Linked DNA regions of Podarcis muralis: region 2 is linked to region 1. The links are chromatin contacts, called in public Hi-C maps. All regions are on one chromosome and are shown on one strand. Each heading gives the region's core, a stretch centred on a gene start, on an enhancer-like site or on the middle of the called end of the contact. The rest is flanking DNA. Distances are from core to core; before and after follow the strand shown.

The links. Hi-C and Micro-C count contacts between places; a contact is called where the count stands out from the background.
Region 2: a Hi-C map of blood shows a contact between it and region 1, with 4 times the contacts expected there. The contact joins the promoter of C1H14orf39 here to the promoter of PCNX4 in region 1. A contact is called at or near these places in 2 of 3 Hi-C or Micro-C datasets (blood and tail).

What each region holds. Positions count from the first base shown.
Region 1 is chr1:8,902,373-8,907,040 of rPodMur119.hap1.1, reverse strand. It overlaps PCNX4 (pecanex 4), which reads right to left and starts at 2,485. Exons shown (of 12, transcript XM_028737737.2): 1 at 2,378-2,485; 2 at 721-800.
Region 2 is chr1:9,080,491-9,085,158 of rPodMur119.hap1.1, reverse strand. It overlaps C1H14orf39 (chromosome 1 C14orf39 homolog), which reads left to right and starts at 2,143. Exons shown (of 22, transcript XM_077921733.1): 1 at 2,143-2,562.

The DNA of each region.
Region 1 (4,668 bases), core at 1,236-3,735:
ACACAATTGTTCTGTACCAAAAGGTGCAAACCCAGATATTGGAAGAAGCCAGATTATGAACCAAAAGTGGAAACCTAGCTTTTAATTCAAGCTCAGGTTCAGTTGAGGTTAAGTGACTGTTTATAAGCTAGAATGTAGGTGTACTTATCAATTAAATGTTAAAACATCAGCTTTCAGTTCTTTATAAACTAGAATGTAAGCCTAACTAAGTGTACACTGAGACACGCAGAAAGGCACATGTGGGAATCACACATATAAAATATAAACTTCAAGTATGAAAAACTAAAGCCAATTTTCAAGCAAAGAGGCTTCTTGCAACTCAGGTGTCATTTGGGGACGGAGGGGGGCAGTTTATGCCAATTCATCAAAAAAATTAGAGTGGCTTTAAAGGGGATTCAAATTCACGGGGATTCAGAATCAAACACTTTACCCACTGCACCACAGTACGACTGCCAACTTATCAGGATTTTTTTTTTTTAATGCGGCCTACTTCTGTGCCTGTTTCAGCAGCCTGATTTGCAGAAATCTGCAAATACAGAATGTTTTGCTATTCGCTCACCCCCATCTCTTGCGCAACAAGCTGGTGTTAAAAAGCACAGGGTGCAATGGCCAATTAAGAGTTGGCAACCCTAACCAGCAAGTTGAGGCTGAGCCTCTCAAGAGACATGGACGCCGCTTGTGACCAAACAGAGGTCAACTCCACAGCAGAAACCAACATACCTGGGGAAGGTTACATTTCAGAGGCTGAAAAGAACGGCAGGCTTGCTGGATGAAACAACCCTTTAAAGAGAATCCGTAGCCTTAAAAAAAGAAGAAAACAAGTTATAAAGCAGAGCAATTAATGAGATCCGTTCTCCCTCACCCACCATCACTTGGCAACTGCAGAGGAACTAACAAACACAGAATAGGCACAATACACACCCACAACTCTACCTTTTGATGGTTTCTATAGCGAAAGGGTCAAGTTGTCATAGGAAGGCCAGGAGCCTCATGACAAAGCAAGTCAAAGGGGCTGAGCAAGGGCCCAACCCAGGCTGGCAGCAGCAACAGCCCAGGAGCTGCACAGCAAAGGCAAGAGGCTGAGCAAGAGCCCTGACCCTGGCTGGCAGCAGCAACAGCCCAGGAGCTGCACAGCAAAGGCAAGAGGCTGAGAAAGAGTCTGACCCTGGCTGGCAGCAGCAGACCAAGAGCCACATACAAAAAAAAGGGGGTTGAGCAAGAGCTGGACACTGGCTCACAGCTGCATAGCAAAGGCAGGAGCTGAGCCAGAGCCAGACTCTGTCTGGCAACCGCCTAGGAGCCACATACCAAATAAAGGCAAAGGGGCTGAGCAGGAGCCAGACCCTGGCTGGCAGCAACCCCAGCAAGCAGCTGCCTGGGAGCTACGTACCGAAGCAAGGCAAAGGGGTGCTTGAGCCAGACTCTGGCTGGCAGCAGCAGCCCAGGAGCTGCATGGCAAAGCAAGGGCTGAAGAAGAGTGAAACCCTGGCCGGCAGCCACCACCCAGGAGCCACATACAAAAGCAAAGCAAGGGGCTGAGCAGGAGCCTGACCCTGGCTGGCAGCAACACGCCGAGGCAAGGCAGGGGCTGAGCAAGAGCCAGACCCTGGCCGGCAGCAGCAGCAAGCGCCTTCCTTCCTCTCCCCGCCCGGAAAACCCCAAACCAGCCGCTTTTCGGGGGGGAGCAGAGGCCGAGAGAGGGCGAAAATACAACCACATAGCGAGTCCCGTGGCCAGTTTAAAAAACGTTTATTATTACGGCAAAAGCCTTTCATGCTTAGCCGGGTGGGGCCGAGAAGGAGCCCCAAAGGCCGGAAACCTGACAGGAAGGCGAAGAAGAAGGGAGCCTGCGGAGGAGCCGCCGCTCCTCCTCCCTTCCCTTCTTCGCGCCTTTTTCTCCTCAGGGCCGCCGCCGCCATTTTGGCCCCGGCAAAGCGGAGGAAGGAGAGCGCGCAACAGAGGTCTCCTCGGAGGGTAGGGAGCGGCCGTCGCCGATCCCGCGGGGACCCGCACCTCCTCCTCTTCCCCCCCGATATCGATCAAGAGATATCGATCCATCGCCCACTCACCCAGCCGAGGGAGCCCGCCCTTCTCCGGGAGCCTGGGGGGGGGGGGAGGAAAAGATATTTCTATTTCTCTCTCTGCTTTTATTTATTTATTTATTTCTCCCTCTCTGAATTCTGCTCCTTCCTGGGCTCCTGAGGAGGATGCGGGGCTGGGAAATGGCTTCTTCTTCGGCGGCGATGGCCGGCCGCCGTGGCGCCTCCCCTTCCCTCCCCTCCTCTCTCCCTTCCAGGGGGAATCAAAAAGGGGGGAAGAAAAGAAAGGAAAAGAAAAGAAAAAAAGGGGCTGCTTTATTAACAGCAGGCTCTCTCACCTGGCGAATCGCAAAAGTGCGCGGTGGGTGCAGAGGGAGACGAAGAGGCTCCGGCAGAAGAAGGGCGGGCAGCTGGCAAAACCCCATTATTATTATTATTATTATTATTATTATTATTATTATTATTATTATTATACCGCTTTATATTTTCAAGGCGGGAAATTTATTATTATTATTATTATTATTATTATTACCCCGCCCATCTGGCTGGATCTATACCCTCCAGCATTTATCCAATGAAAATAGGGACGTCCCATTCCATAATAATTTTTCATTTTATTTCTATACAGCTTTATATTTTAAAGGAGGGAAATATTATTATTATTATTATTATTATTATCATTATCATTATTATTATTATTATTACCCCGCCCATCTGGCTGGGTCCATACCCTCCAGCATTTCTCCGATGAAAATAGGGACGTCCCATTCCATTGTTATTATTCATTTCATTTCTATACCGCTTTATACTTTAAAGACAAAAATCTAATTATTATTATTATTATTATTTCTATACCGCTTTATATTTTCAGGGAGGGAAATCTCTTATTATTATTATTACCTCGCCCATCTGGCTGGATCTGTACCCTCCAGCATTTCTCCGATGAAAATAGGGACGTCCCATTCCATAATAATTTTTCATTTTATTTCTATACAGCTTTATATTTTAAGGGAGGGAAATATATTATTATTATTGTTATTATTATTATTGTTATTATCCCGCCCGTCTGGCTGGGTCCATACCCTCCAGTATTTCTCTGATGAAAATAGGGACGTCCCATTCCATTATTATTATTCATTTCATTTCTATACCGCTTTATACTTTAAAGACAAAAATCTATTATTATTATTATTATTATTATTATTATTATTATTATTATTATTATTATTTCTATACCGCTTTATATTTTCAGGGGGGAAATTTATTATTATTATTACCCTGCCCATCTGGCTGGATCTGTACCCTCCAGCATTTATCCAATGAAAATAGGGACGTCCCATTCCATTATTATTATTCATTTCATTTCTATACCTCTTTATATTTTTAAGATGATGATGATGATTTATACATACACACACACATCTTACTGGGCTGCCCCAAGCACTCTGGGCAGCTTCCAACATATATAAAAACATAATAAAAAAGTAAACATTTAAAAAAATATTCCCAATATAGGATTGCCTTCAGATGCCTCAAGGGTCAGATAACTCCGTACCCTCCAACATTTCTCCGATGAAAATAGGGCTGTCCTAAGGAAAAGCAGGACATTCCAGGATGAAATCAGAAACCTGTAAATCGGGGACGTCCCTGGAAAATAGATCTCCCTAGCCACTCTGGGTGGCTTCCAGCGCATATAAAAACACCACAATTTCTAATTTTATTTTTAATTTATAAATTTATATTTATATATGTTGGCAGTGCTACTCTTGTGACCCATTTTAGATCACCCCACGACCCAAGTAGTGGGTCCTGGCCCCTCAGCTGAAGTTCACTGCTTTACACTATTATTATTACTATTTATTAAATTTATTTACTGCCCTTTGTCAGAAGACCACAGGGCAGTTTACAACACAAATGTAACCAACATGGTATAGAAGTCCTTAGTAAAAGGCCTGCAACATAGGTGCTTTATGGGTCGTGGTTTGCGGCACATTAAAACATCAAACGAAACGATCCAGAATGAAACAGTTACTGAAGAAAGTCAAATACAAAGTATACATTCAAAGCAACCTAATTAACAGGAAACTAAAACATCTTAAAGAGACTTCAAAACAAAAGATTACACTGGAGGTCAACTCTAACATACATATTTAACACAAACAAAGTTAACAACAACTAAAGTCTTAAAACATTTCAAAAGACAACATTGCTAAATGAAGTAAAATATAAAATATATGGTCTCTGGCCTCTTGAGCAGCCTCAGCTTTTGTAGCTGGAGTCAGTGATTCGACAATGAATAAGTCAAATGTGGGTATTTGTTTCTGTTTGTTTCATAATATTTCATGGACTCAACTGTACAGTTGGAAGGGGACACAAGGGTCAGTTAGTCCAGCTCCCCTGCAGTGCCAGGAGTCTTTCACCTGATGTGGTCTTAGACCCCTGAGATTGAGAGTTACTGAACAAACTTAATAGTTAAAAATTAAATTTACCTAAATATTAACTTTAGCAAATTCAGGAAGTTATACACCACTCTGATGTTTAAAACAACAACAGCGCCCTCAAAAACAGTTTACAATAGATCAAAACGAGGAAAAGTTTGAGACGTACAGTAATTAAAATGCCCAATACA
Region 2 (4,668 bases), core at 894-3,393, 180 kb before region 1:
TACTCCTAGGGAAGTGTGTGGATTGCAGCCTCAGGCTGGATATGCATGATTCATTTGTGAGACATTCATGAAACAAGAAGCTTGGTGACAGAAAGACATTAACAAGTGCCTTAAACTGCAGCAGGGAGGGTGGTGAGGTGGTGACAGAATACTGTAAACAGACAACGATGCCATAAGCAAATCAGAATAAAACGAAGAGATCGTAGCACAGATGAAGAGGCTGATGCCTATATAACAGTATATTCAGTGGTGTTTTTCAATGCCAAATTTGAGCAACTGTGTATTAAAACATACTGTATATATTATAAATAAACCTCTCTTTTTATGCAATTATGTTGGTCTGATTCATTTTCTGTCTCTTTGTGTTTTCAACCTAAGGTCAGTTTAGTCAGTGCTTCCTCCATGCTGCTCCTGCATTTCTTGATGCGTGAGTTTTCATTTCCCCAGGCAACATATCCTGTCTGTGACTGACAATAGGCTACATTTTGAGCAGAATTAATTCATTGCATCTGCCCATATCTCACTTCCAGTGTGCTTTCTCCTTCTCCTCCTCCAGTTGCTGCATCTTTCCTTCATCTCCTGCCTGACCATCAGCTTTAGACTACCACATTTTACTTCCCTCTTTCTCATTAAACAATCTGCTTCTCCAAACATGTGCACCCATGATGCTCTTCCTGTTTGTTCTCTCTGCCAGTTCAATTGGGCAAGCAACTCATGAGGTTGCTTGGGGCAGGAAAATGTATGTGTTGCGGTGAAGCTGCATGGAATCTAAGGGGTGGATCCTGGGATCCCTTATAATGACACAGAATACTTTGGGGATAGAATTATGACAGTAACAACTGGACTCAATTTTAAAGTGCTGCACGGCTCACACATGACCCAGCAGTTGCTTCCATGTCTGGCAAAGAATGTGGTACAACAGCCCTTGGGTCAATAAAATGCCTTGAGGTGCTGTGATCTATTTAGAAGTACATCCTACTGAGTTCAATGAGGTTTACTACCATTCACTACAAATAGATTCAAGTTACAAGAAAGGAGATTCCAACTAAACAAGAAGAACTTTCTGATGGTAAGAGATGTTCGACAGTGGACCAGACTCCCTTAGAACAGGCATGTCCAAAGTCCGTTTCAGGGGCCTAATCCGGCCTGCCGGTTGGTTTAATCCAGTCCCCATGGCAGTTTATTTCCTGGGGTAAAATCCTAAAAAACCCCTCAACTAGTTCAATCCTAAAAGAAGCTCAACTCCAACCCTAAAAAAAGCACAACAACTCTTCAATCCTATAAAAAAAGGTCAACAACACGGCGCTTCACTTCATCAAATCTAGCCCTCTTTGAAAAAAGTTTGGACACCACTGCCTTAGAAGGTGGCGGACTCTCCTTCATTGGAAGCTTTTAAGCAGATGTTGGATGGCCATCTGTCATGGATGCTTTCAGTGGCAGATCTTGGGACCCCAAATTTCACTGGTGCCCTGTATGACACTAAAATTCGGCTCTCTTACACCTCTCATGCTCCATTGTAAATCATAGTTGTGGCGTCCCCAGCAGCACCCCCAAGGCTCTATGCCCAGTGTGACCAAACTGGCTGCACTCCCCTGAAACAACATCTGATGCTCTAGTCGGGATTCCTGCATTGCAGGACGTAGGACTAGATGCGCCTCAGCGTCCCTTCCAACTCTACACTTCTATGATATAAACATGCATAGGGCTGCAGCTTTGTATTCAGTCCTTTGTGTCTTTGCAAGGGAGTTGGGTGGGGAGAAGATCACAATTAATTGACTCCACTGGACCATAAAGAAGGCTGATCGCCGAAGAATTGATGCTTTTGAATTATGGTGCTGGAGGAGACTCTGGAGAGTCCCTGGGACTCTCCATGGGATTGCAAGAAGATCAAACCTATCCATTTTGAAGGAAATCAGCCCTGAGTGCTCACTGGAAGGAAAGATCCTGAAGCTGAGTCTCCAATACTTTGGCCACCTCATGAGAAGAGAAGACTCCCTGGAAAAGACCCTGACGTTGGGAAAGATGGAGGGCACAAGGAGAAGGGGACGACAGAGGACGAGATGGTTGGATAGTGATCTTGAAGCTACCAGCATGAGTTTGACCAAACTGTGGGAGGCAGTGGAAGACAGGAGTGCCTGGTGTGCTCTGGTCCATGGGGTCACAAAGAGTCAGACACGACTAAACGTGTAAACAACAATTGACTCTACCTACTGTGGTCCCTGACTCTGCCTACCAGTAGCTGCCAGTGGGTACCAGCCTCCAGGTTTAGAGGCAACAAGCCTCTAGATACCAATTGCTGGATAAGGGTGAGAAATAGTCATTGCCCCTGTGTCCTGCTTGTGGGGCTTCCAAGTGTCTTTTGGCTAGCTTGGCCACTGTGATTTGTTTTCCCACACTGAACTTCAATTCACCAAAGCTGTCATCTGTGGATGTGTTGTCATCAGCACATATGTGGCAGCTGTCTGAAATTGTCTGGGGATATGCTGCATCAATTCTCCAGTAGATGGAGCATCTTCATTGCTTTTCTTCAAGAGTATTTGGGGAAAGAGAAAGGAAGAGAAAGTGAGTTGATTCATTAAAAAAAACAAAGAGATCTGTTCCCACTGATTTCAGTCAGGTATTCAATACTTTGGGGCTATTCTCATGACCACCTTTAATTTCCCAATTTTGGTGCAGTATGATATTGCATTTTCCCAGTAGTCAAACCACAGTATTATGTACTTTGGAAAACTGGATACTTCTTCCTCCAGGATCATAGCTGTTAATATTGACTGTATACAGGGCTTTTTTCAGCTGGAACCATTTCAGCCAAGAACCACACACTTAAATGGCTGGTAGTAGTACTCTTTAATACTTCAATCTTTTTTAAAAAAATATGTGCGCATTTATTTAATCCCGAGCAAATATGGTTTACGATTGCACTCTTCTTGTGGGGTTGTGCAGGGAATCAAGCAGACGTGCAATCTGAGACATGACAGGGGAACTGCCCAAAGGTGCTTGGAGAAGATTATGGTTATTAATATAGATAATAATAGTAATAGTAATAATAGTAATTATTAATAGTAATTATTAATAGTAATTATTAATAGTAATTATTATTATTATTATTATTATTATTATTATTATTATTATTAATTAAATTTGTATACTGCCCTCCATCCAAATGTGCTTGGAGAAGAATACTCTTGTTGCTAATTTTTAGTTGATTATAATTCTAATAATTTTATTAAATTTGTATACAGCCCTTCACCCAAAGGTGCTTGGTCATGGGGTTGCCATATGTCCAGAATTTCCTGGAAGACTCACTTTTGTATCTGGATTTTCACTTTTTGAAATATTATGCTTGGAGAAGAATACAGTCGTCGTTATTTTTATATATTTATCGTCACCGCCAATTAAATTTGTATACCACCCTTTATCCAAAGAGCCCAGGGAGCTTCACAACAGAATAATGCAAAATGAGAACTTTATTATATACATTATATATAGCAAAACGAAAAGCAAATCAATTACACCTCCCCCCCAAACCCCCACATTTTAACTGCCGTAGAATGTTATAAATCCCCGGAGGAAGGGCGCGCAACCCTAACCCATGTCTACTCGGAAGTAAAGCCCCACTGCGCCCAGAGGAACTGACTAGGGAGCAAAGCCTTCTTTTGGACGCAGCGGGCTCAGCCAACCCCCTCAGGGCTTCCCGCCAAACGAATCTCCTCAGGCGGCGCAGCTCCCCTCCCCCGCCCGCCCCGCTGCCGTTAGGGCTTAAAATAAAGGCGGGAAACAGGCTGCCGAGCGCCTGAGGCGGATCACCGCAGCCAAACGGCGGTTAAAGCACCGCGAGAAGCGCCTCAGAAACGCGCGTCTTTCCTCCGCCTCCTCAGCTTTTCCCGCGCTTTTCCCCCCAGGGCGGCGCCATTTTGCATTCTGCTGAACAGCGTTTTAAGAGGTTGACTCTCAGCCTCCCTGTGAGCCTTACTGCCCCCATTGAATAAACAGGACCCCCCTTCCCAAACGAAGTGGGGTGTTTTTTGTTTTGTTTTGTTTTGTTTTGTTTTGTTTTGTTTTCTGACAAAGGACAGCAGGTCTGGTGCCATACACGCCGCAGATTATTTTTATCTGTTCTTCTGAAACCGTGTTTGTGGTGGGGTTTTTTTTTTGTCATTAATGGGGTTTTAAAATCTATTTTTATTACTGTTGTTGTCAGACTGCCCTTAAATCACGTTGGAGGTGAAGGCTGTGGTTTGAAAGTATTTTTAAAGTGAATGAACTGCCCTGTGGCCTTCGGCTGAGGGGGCTATATAGAAATTTAATAAACAAAGAAAGAAACAGGGTTTTGTAGAAATGCATGTTATGTGGTCTGGAAACTTTACACCTGACTTAATTTTGAATTTAGATAAAAATGTCGCTGTCGTGCTAATCACTCCTCCTTCTGACTGATCATTTAAGGATCGTGTTTATCGTTACCTGTGAAAAAATTAATCAGGGCAAAAGATTGGTGAACGTGCAGTGTAACTTTGAACACTTTAAACATTGGAACGTTTGTGATGCTTATTCAGATACATTAAAATTTGTTAATGGTAAAAAGCTGGTTAAAGATTCCAGCTATCATTACGAACAGGTCAGTGGAAACAACTGCCTCAGACAAAGTGGGATAATTTTACAAGAGGGTTA